Regions from separate parts of the Mus musculus genome. Here region 1 is linked to region 2. A link is a contact called in public HiCAR-type data. All regions are on one chromosome and are shown on one strand. Each heading gives the region's core, a stretch centred on a gene start, on an enhancer-like site or on the middle of the called end of the contact. The rest is flanking DNA. Distances are from core to core; before and after follow the strand shown.

Evidence for each region. HiCAR-type assays count read pairs that join an accessible place to other places.
Region 1: a HiCAR-type map of astrocytes shows a contact between it and region 2, with 7 times the contacts expected there. The contact joins two enhancer-like sites. A contact is called at or near these places in 1 of 39 promoter capture datasets (hippocampal neurons) and 1 of 115 datasets of contacts at active chromatin or transcription factors (astrocytes).

Annotation. Positions count from the first base shown.
Region 1 is chr11:112,981,822-112,986,754 of GRCm38.p6, forward strand. No RefSeq gene overlaps it. Among named protein-coding and RNA genes, the nearest start is that of Gm46301, 120 kb to the left of the region's middle. Within about 2 kb of position 1,675, at least 47 of the 459 cell types and tissues checked have an H3K27ac peak or open chromatin away from gene starts, as enhancers often do. A contact at or near this core is called in astrocytes, where this site is marked.
Region 2 is chr11:110,413,603-110,418,474 of GRCm38.p6, forward strand. All of the region lies in intron 1 of Map2k6 (mitogen-activated protein kinase kinase 6), which reads left to right. Among named protein-coding and RNA genes, the nearest start is that of Map2k6, 17 kb to the left of the region's middle. Within about 2 kb of position 3,274, at least 13 of the 459 cell types and tissues checked have an H3K27ac peak or open chromatin away from gene starts, as enhancers often do. A contact at or near this core is called in astrocytes, where this site is marked.

The DNA of each region.
Region 1 (4,933 bases), core at 425-2,924, 2.6 Mb after region 2:
GTGAGCCCAATACTTGAGAGGTTAAGAGGCTGAGGATCTTGGGAAGTTTAAGGCTAGCTTGGTCTACATAATAACTTCTAGGTCATTCAGGTCTCTACAGCAAGTTCCAGGCCAGTCTTAAAAGACCAAAAATAAACCAATGAAAATAAAGCAGCTTGGGGGACATGGTGCGTGCAATCGGCGACCACGTCAGTGAGACACAGGGACACAGACACACCCTACACACAACCTCTGTGAGGGGTTCTGCCCTCCTCCACCTCTGGGAACACATTAAGAGGCTACTTCTCAGTTCTTGGAGGCACCCACAGTTTCTGGAGCCACAGGGGGTGATCCTTATCTGGCTCAGTGTCCGAATAGATTTCTTGTGGCCTGGGACCAGCTGGTTGCAGGACACAGCTGTGTAGATATCCACATTCAGCAGGGGACAGGGGAGTTGGCCTCTTGTCCAGAGAGCCTCAACGACCCCCCTCCCAACACACCTCCCAGAATCTGGCACTCCACAGCCCTTCTAATGAGCTGTCTCAGGGAGGGGGTGGCCACTTTCCACAATATTTTGGCCACTGCTTGTCCGTCTTTAGAATTCTGTCTTCAGTTTTCCATGTACGGAGTGCCGTCTGCCGTGACCTCTCTCTCGCTGCCATCTCTGACGGCTTCTCATGCGTGAAACATATGTTTGTTCATTATTTTGTTGTCCACAGCCTTCCCTCAAAAACCGTCCTGCCCGGGGCTCCCTCCCCAGACCCTTTACCCCCATGTCACACATATAATGAATGACCATCCCTTCAGACAACAAGGTTGAAAACTTGTGGTCTCCAAGGCAACAGGGCATCCTGTGGTGGGGGTCCCTTATCCAGCCAGTAAAGAGCTAGGAATAGAGAAGTGGGGGAGGTCCATGCAGAGATGATATCATTCCTAGAGCCTGGAAGCAGCCAATCCTCTGACAAAGACATGATGTCATCTCCCCCCAGGCCCACCCCCTTGTGCCTAGGTAGCCCCACTGGGAATTCTAGACAAGTATTGAACTGAAATTGTATTGCTGAGAGAGAAAAGGGGTGGGGGTGGCAGTGGAGAGAGAGAGAAAAAAATCTATGGACTTTCTGGATGGCCCAGGCAGACACGACAGTCTTCACTAACGGCAGCCCCATAAAAATGTCATCAGCTCAGGCTCTCCTGCATTACAACACAATGATTTCTTTGGGGAGAAGGAAAAAAATTAGCGAAGATTTATTTTGCAACCACACCCCCGCCTCTCTTGGAAGAGAAATACGAACCCACAACAAGTTGTGAATGAAGAATGTGCAGGTCACACACACACACACACACACACACACACACAGAGGCAGAGGACATTTCTGGATGGAACGGGCAGACGTGGACACACTCATGGACACATTCACTCACACCCAACTAAGCAGCTCTGGGCCCCCTCTCAGTTGCCACAAAGATGGAGAATAGCTGTAGGTCACCAGGGTAGGAGCCTGGTCTGAGGCAAAGCTGACTGGCCTAGTAGAGTGAGCCACTTGGGGAACGGGGAGTGGGGGAAGAGAGGGGAGTCTGTCCCCAAAACAATGACAGCATCTAGGGCTTGGTGCCAGGCTCCCAGGAGAAGCAAAAAAGCCTGGCTTTGGGGAGGGGTGTAAGCTCATTAGAGAGCCTACTGAAGTGTTGCCACCAGGCAAGGACAGGGGAGGGTGTGTGGCCTTCCGCTGCCAGCTTTCTCTGCTGACACTCAGAAGCAGGGCTGCCTAGAAACTGGCACACCAAAGCCTCTCCTCCAAGTGCTACAAATGTTCCCAGGAGTCTAGGACATGGGCTAATATGTCCAGTGGCTGTGACCAGGCCAGAGTTGTTCCTGCCTTGAACCACGCAGAAGAATCTAGTTCTTCCAACAGGGTCTTTCTGGCTCTCTGTGCCTTTGAAGAAACAAAGAAGCGAAGATTTCCATATCCCCCATGCCCACTCATGTTTTATAGATGTGGACACCAATTCCCAGAGAAGGGTCCAGCCCAAGAAGTAATAGTCAGTAAAGCTAAGGCTAGACCCAAGGCTGTCTCCATCCTCCTCTTCATTACCCAGGAGGACCCCAGGACACAGTATTAGCAACTAGCACCCGGGGGTGATAGGAGTTATCCATCTCCACTGACCAACCATCTTTGTGCTAAAAGACCACAATGTTAGAATGTGTTGATAAGCATGTCTATCTTCCATGTTCCTATAAATGACCAAGACAGGAGACTCACTGTAGACGTGGCTATGCACACACACACACACACACACACACACACACACACACACACACACGCACACACGCACACACGCATGTGCATGAACCACATATACCAAACACACACATATACACTGAATTATAGTCACAAACATCACTTGTCAATGGAAGGGGTAGAGGTCACAGAGAAGAGTTCAGTTACACAGACAATCAATAACCCCAACAAGTACGACACAAAGAAACAAATTTGTGCTTGTGCTTTGTTTCTTTGAGACCAGGTCTTACTATGCAGCCCAGGTTGGCCTCCAACCTGGGATCCTCCTGCCTCAGAACACTGAGATGAAGTTGGGATCCTGGTCCTAGACAAGGAAGGAAGCCAGAAGAGGTAGGATTTGACCACTTTACCAACCGGACGGCATTCCATTCAGTATAAAGCAGAATCCAGGCAATGGGTTGACATGGCAGGTGAGGCCGAATACCCCGTGCATTTTCTGTGATGCTGTTTTCAAGCTACATTTCATTTGGAAAAGTACATGACAAAGCAATGGCTTGGAGATGCTCCTTATTAACAGCCCATAGTGTTTACCGGTGTGAATGAGCAGTGTGGTCTGCACCCCTTAGGGACAAGTTACACGCCACATGGTCCTTTACCCCTCGTATTAGTTACTTTTAAATGCAGTGCCCAAACTCCCTATAAAAAGTCATTTAAGATATGTGTTTCTTCTGACTAACCACTCAAGGGGCTGATGCTATAACGGTGGAGATGGCAAAGCAGCAGGCAGAGGAGGCACCGTGACAGAAGCAGTCTTTCAGGGCTGCTTTTGGCTTGTGTGCCTTGAGGCAGGCTCTCACTATCTCTCAGATCCAGGACTGCCCCTTCTCTGGTCTCTTGAGTGATAAAATTGAAGTATATCAGTACACCTGACTCCCCTTCCCCCTTCAATAGACTATCATGAGGAGTAGAGATGTCTGACCCAGAAAATCCTTATGAATAGATAATGTGTGTCCTTGCTGATGTGCAACATAAGTGATATTGTGTCCTTTGGACGAACAAGGTACCATGTGTCCCACAGTGATGATGGCGATGCCCAAGACTTTCTCCCCATGTCCTTACTAATATTAGCTGCTTTTTGTAGGGTTTATAACACTCACTGTAAATAATAAGTAGCTCGAGAGAACACATATTAGGATGCCGTGAATCTTTTGCTCACTACCAGTGTCTCAACTCTAGATTTATACCCAGTGGGGATCATCATCACCTGATTCAACATTCATACGATTATAAATGTTTTTCCAGCTCTAGAATCCCTCCTATACTGACATTTCAGCCCTCAGAATTCAGTTAACAAATGCCTACTGTACCGATCGATTATCTGCTGTTTGCAGTGAGCAAAGTCCTAACAGGAGGCCACTGAAAGAAGGAAGGGTCTTTGGGGCTTACAGTCCAAGAGACAAAAGCCATCGTGGAGAGAAAGCCTTGGTAGCAAGAGGTGGGAGGCTGCTTGACATGTGACATCTGCAGTCCCAAAGCAGAGAGTGCACAGGAAAAGTGGGACCATTCTATAAAACCTCAGAGCCCATCTACCTCCGGTGAACCACTTCTAGAGAGACTCCACCTCCTTCACAAATAGTACCGCCAGCTGGGGACATAGAGTTCAAACATGTGAGCTTATGAGGGACAGTTTATATTCAAGTCACAATACCAACCCTTTATGTGTCTGTCCTGCTGTCATTTAACTGTCTGTCTGTCATTAATCAATTTATCTATCTGCCTGCCTGCTTGTCTGTCTGTCTGTCTATCCATTCACCTGTCATCTAACTGCCTATTCATTTATCCAATTGCCACGTACTTTTGACTCCCTATTATTAATGTCATGTGAAGTTATACTGGTGTTCAAATGTGCAGTGGATGTAGCCAGCAGCAACACCTTCAAATTGTCTCTTGCCACCCAAGTTGGGTCCTCATATCAAAATTAATCTCCTAAAATTCCACATCGCTCTTGTAAATTAAATACAAATGACCTCATGAATACACTGGGAGTCCCCATGGGACCAATGAGGGAGCCCACGCATCCGGAAGGACCAGCGTTTGAAGGATGCAGAGGGAGCTTCCGGTGGCTCTTCCCACCACGTGGGCAGTGATTCGGTTTCACATGGGAGCTGGTGAGCCCTTTGCAGAACGAACACAAGAACAGAAGAAACACAGGCCTTCAGGAACACACAGGGACCTCTAGAAAGACATTCTTGGATGGCATGAGTGTGCCTTGGCCTCTTGGAACTGAGAGTCGAGGATCTGGAAACACCAGGCTCTAAATACCACATTCTTGACATTTTTGTGGATTTTGGTGCAGTTTTTAACAGCCTCAATTCAAGGGGCCTTATTACCATCCTCATTTTTGGCAACAGACACTCTAGCTCTTTGCTGTGTGCCCTGGTGCCCCATGCAGATCTCACAGAGAACACTGGAGATAGTGACTCCAAAGGCTCCAAAAAGCCACAGACTTACCTAAGGTGTTGCACCTCTGTACATATGAGGTAACCTCTGGCATAGGAGGTAACCTTGCCTCCTCTTGGAAAAAATGACATACTTCCAGGCCCCTCTTTTGCCTCAGGTTAGTTAGTTATTTGATATATTTAGCAGCGTGCCCATAGAGGGTCCCACCTCTCTCTGGGCTAGTTACACTGACGAAGACACATGAATGATGCTGA
Region 2 (4,872 bases), core at 2,024-4,523:
CATGTGTGCATAATTAAAGATGGCATGATTCTTAAAAAGAAAAATTGATAAGAGAAAAGTCACCTCCCTTGTTTTGTGAGACAATGGTTTTTATTGTTCTGGGCTCCCTGATTATCTGGCTAGGCTGGCTAGCCAAGGAGCTCCAGGGATCAGCTTGCCTCCACCTCTCCAGTGCCAGTCTTACAAGCATAGATCTCTACGATTGGCTTCTTTCTGTGGGTTCTGGGGATTGAGCCTCAGTCCTCATGCTTGCATAGTAACCACCCTTTCAGTTCTTGGAGCTCAGCCTTTCTAATGTTATGTGTCTAAGAGAAAGTCTCTGGTCAGTACTGAGGGTGGTAAGACTTGGAGGGCTCTGTCCTTCTTGGTTAGAGCATTACTGACCAGCTTAACCCCATCCTGTGTACCCTGTATAGTGCTCTGTGGATACAGAGACAGAGTCCTGTGTCTGCCCTCTAGAAGCCTATTTGTTGTCTTGTGGGATGCATTTGTATGTTAAGGCTGCTGGGACAAAGGATCACACGTTGGGTGGCCTGAACACTAGACAGTAAGTGTTTCCTAGATCTGGAGGTTGGAGGTCTGAAGTCAAGCTGGCAGTAGGTTTTGCTTCTGAGGGATAGGGCGGTGATCTGTGCCTCTCTCCTAGCTTCTGGTGGTTTATTGGCAAGCCTCCACCCTTCCTATGTAGACTCGCCACCCAGGTCTTTGCCCTCCGAGTCACAGGGTATTCTAACTTGTCTGTGTGTCTGGATTCAAAATGTTCCCCCCCCCCCCCGTTTTTTTTTTTTTTTTAAATAAGGAAACTAGTCATACTGGAACAGGGGCCCACCCGATTCCAGGGTGACATCATCTCAAGTAATGACATGCAACCACCCCATTTTCCAGTTAGGTCACATTCTGAGGTGTTGGTAGTTAGGGTTTCAGAGTATTAAATCTTGGAGAACACGGCTCAGCCTATGTATGACTTGGGGGAAACAAAGATGCCAGCGGACCTATGTTATGCTGTGTGATAAGCAGGTAAAGAACCGAACAGAATGCTTCAAGGTACTGATGAAATAAGGCTTGTGGGAGACGGGGAAGCCTGTCCGCAAGGGAAGGTGATTTTCTGTCATCGTAGAGGTTAAAGTGTGCTTCCCAGGAGAATAAGGAGATAAAACAGAGTCTCATTCGCTGGAGGCTGAGAACTTCTGCAATGGGATGTGTTAAGTTAGAAAACAAATGTGCACAAGCACGCGTGAACACACGCCATGTTGCCACCGATTCCCAGCGCTGGCGACTTATTAGTAGGGAGACTAATGAATCACTTTCTGGGGTTGCTATGGGCAACTCTGTGGTATAGACACAGGGGCGGGGTCTTAGGGGTTGAGGGAGAGGGCTTCCTTCCCATTGTAACAAGTGGCCATAGTCTCTGTGGAGCGAAGGTTGGGAAATGAGAGTCAGGTCTAAGCATCTGTAGCCAAGAGAAACTTATTTTTAGAAAATGCCTGCAAGCCTTAATAAAAAGGAGTACTGAAGTATTACCAAACTTTTGCAATATTGACTTTTTTGGGGGGGGTACTGGGGATAGAACCTTGCATGTGTGAGGCTAGGAGATGTCTATTGGCGTACAGACCCAGCCCTTGGCTATTAACAAAAGGCCTTTTAAGTTGTGTGTTGGTGTACATGTATGTAAACTAAGGAGCAGCTTCATCATGGTAACAGAATCTGGACGATCAGCATAAGAGTCATATGTTGGAATGCCAGGGGCTACTTCATGAGAAGAGCCAGTGAAGGAAGAAATGGTTGGTCATGGTGCTGATGGTTAATCACTGGGAAATAGCTTTGTTGTTGTTGTTGTTTTGGATGCATCTACTGTCCCACCGGCAGCTAATGGCCAGTCTGGAAGTCAGGTGGGCAACCTGGAGAATGTCCTGGGATGGGGGTGGGGGTGGGGAGTGAAGATTAAGTCCAAAGCTCATAAAATCATCACCTGTATCGTTGCACTTAAGGCTGCTATAGAATGAGGTCATCGGGAAAGAGGGCAGAGATGAGACAAATGAATGAACAGATATAATAAGAAGGCTGGAAGGAAATGCATGGAAAAGGGAAGGGAAGGGAAGGGAAGGGAAGGGAAGGGAAGGGAAGGGAAGGGAAGGGAAGGGAAGGGAAGGGAAGAAAAGGAAAGGAAAGGAAAGGAAAGGAAAGGAAAGGAAAGGAAAGGAAAGGAGGAAGGAAGCAAGCAAGCAACCAGTATGCCTGGCTAGACTTATATTTCAATTAGCTGTAATGTGGAGGTCATCTTGGGCTAGGTGAACCAAGCATCCAAAGAAGCCAGGCAGAAAGTTAGGGATGAAGTAAGTCATCGTGGAAAGGAAGGAAGACAGAATGGAGAAGCCAATCCAGAGCATTGAGCAGAGAGTAAAAGAGTCCAAGAAATCAGGCTAAGGTGTCAGGTGCATGGGCTGGAGAGCTCAGTGGTTAAGAGCACTGTTTCTTTCTCCAGAGGACCTGGGCTTGGTTTCTGTCTACCCACACTGTAGCTCTCAAGTGTCTGTAACTCCACTCCCAGGGGATCTGATGCCCTCTTCTGGCTGCTATCTCCAGGCAGGCACAGGGTAGGCAGATACACCCATATGCCAAGCACAAGTGCTTATGACATTCGAACCCTGTGCGTGAAGAGTGAGCCTCTACCTCACTCATCTCTTCCATTTTCAGAGCAAGTTGTTCTTCTGGCAATTGTGTGAAGATGTATTTAGGAGAAGCCTGAGGAGGCACCTACAGAAGGATATGCAGAAGAAAGAGCAACAGGGCTTGTTCCAGGCGAGCCCAGACTTATCTTCTATGCTGAGCACCTGTGCCCGGCCGGCTCTCCAAGTGGCTCCGGTGGAATCAAGGGCCAGCAGGAGGTTTTGAACCAGCTGCACTGTCAGCTCCTGAGGTTTAAGAAGCAACGCCTAGTGGGTTTTCCTCTCAGGTTAGAGAGTGCACACAACACATTCTAGAAAGTCTATCGAATACATATCAGGGTCTTGCAGAGAGGTTCAGATCCCCGGAGAGGTTTTAGCCCTTTCCAGACTGAGCGTCCACTCTGTGCTCTACGACAGACAGTTTATTTTCCTTAAGCACACAGAGCTTTGGGATAAGCTCCAATGCTTATAAAAGCCCAGGAAGTGGATGATGTTCCCATTTCATAAAGAAGGAAATTGGAAATCAACTGAATAGCTTGTCCTTCACCACACGTCAGTGTACGCGAAGCTGGCATCTGAATCCAGTTCATTTAAACCCCTCCCTGCCTGCTGCCTCTTTTCTCTTTTTGATTAAAACTAGGATCTTTAGTATGCTAGGCAAGCATTTTACTACCAGCCTACATTCCCAGCCCAAATCCTCTTAAATTCCAAAGTCCTCGCTTCTTTGTATGCCACGGGTATGCTAAAACAGTGGGGAGAGAATACCGTTATATGATCAGATGTGTGCCTGCTCTCACAGGTTATGGAGGAGGAAAATGCCATTAGGGGGATGGATGGCAAATGCTGGGATGGAGTAGATATGAGCCTTTCTGGAGCATGACAAGAAATGACTGTACCCATGTGTGTACTTGTGTGTATCTTGTCTTAGTGTCAAATAAAAAGGTCTCCATTTAGTGAGAATTTCACCGAGTCCAGTAGTAAGGGGCTCAGCTCAGCTGGGCCTGGGAGTGATTTGTTCTCTGACACACTCCCTCCTCCTTGCCCTCCTTCCTCCTTGCCTTCCCTCCTCCTTGCTCTCCCTCCTTCTTGCTTTCCTTCCTCCTTGCCCTCCCTCCTGCTTGACTCCCTCCTTCTTGTTCTCCCTCCTCCTTGCTTCCCTCCTCCTTGCCTTCCTTCCTCCTTGCCTCCCTCCTTCTTATTCGCCCTCCTCCTTGCCCTCCCTCCACAGAGTTCTCATTATGCCATTCTCTGGGATCATCTCTACCCTCTGCCTTCTGCATTGGACCAGAATTTGACACATAGGATTTTGTAGTTTCTTTCTTTCTTTTTTGCTTTTTTGGATTTTTTTTTCCAAGACAGGGTTTCTCTGTATAGCCCTGGCTGTCCTGGGACTCACTCTGTAGACCAGGCTGGCCTCAAACTCAGAAATCCGCCTGCCTCAGCCTCCCGAGGGCTGGGATTAAAGGCTGTGCCACCACTGCCCTGTAGTTTCTTTATTGGTGCCATGGTAAGTGGGTGGAAGTCCTGGGGATTGAACTTGGGTCTTTAGGCTTGGCAGCAGGCCCCTTTACCTGCTAAGTCATCTCACTGGCTCGCCTTTCTAGATTCTGTATTTACTATTCCTGGGCTACTTCTAGTATAGTCTGTGGTCTAAAATAGAATTCTGTATGTTTCAAAATTAATCCTCTAATGAGTGGCTGTTTGATTGTTCAGGTCTAGATCAAGTATTCTTCACAGTGCTCACAAATTATCAACACATATCACTGTCCACTTAGGGGTGTTGTAGAACCAGATCATCTGGGCAGTCAGGGGAGATGGGACAAGCCAATGAGGTGACTCAATAAACAGGGTGCAAGGAACTGCATGGGATACAATGAAAGCCACCAGCATGCCTGCTTAGACTTAAACTTTTTTTTGTTTTTGTTTTTTTGAGACAGGGTTTCTCTGTGTAGCCCTGGCTGTCCTGGGACTCACTTTGTAGACCAGGCTGGCCTCGAACTCAGAAATCCACCTGCCTCTGCCTCCCGAGTGCTGGGATTAAAGGCGCGCGCCACCACTGCCTGGCTCTAGACTTATACTTAGTTATCCATTTTACTAAAACTTGAGGGGATCTGAATAAGGCATCAGATGCCCTGGAATTAGAGCTAGAGATGACTTTGCGTCACTATTTGGGTGCTGAACCGTGGACCCCTGCAAAGAGTAAGAA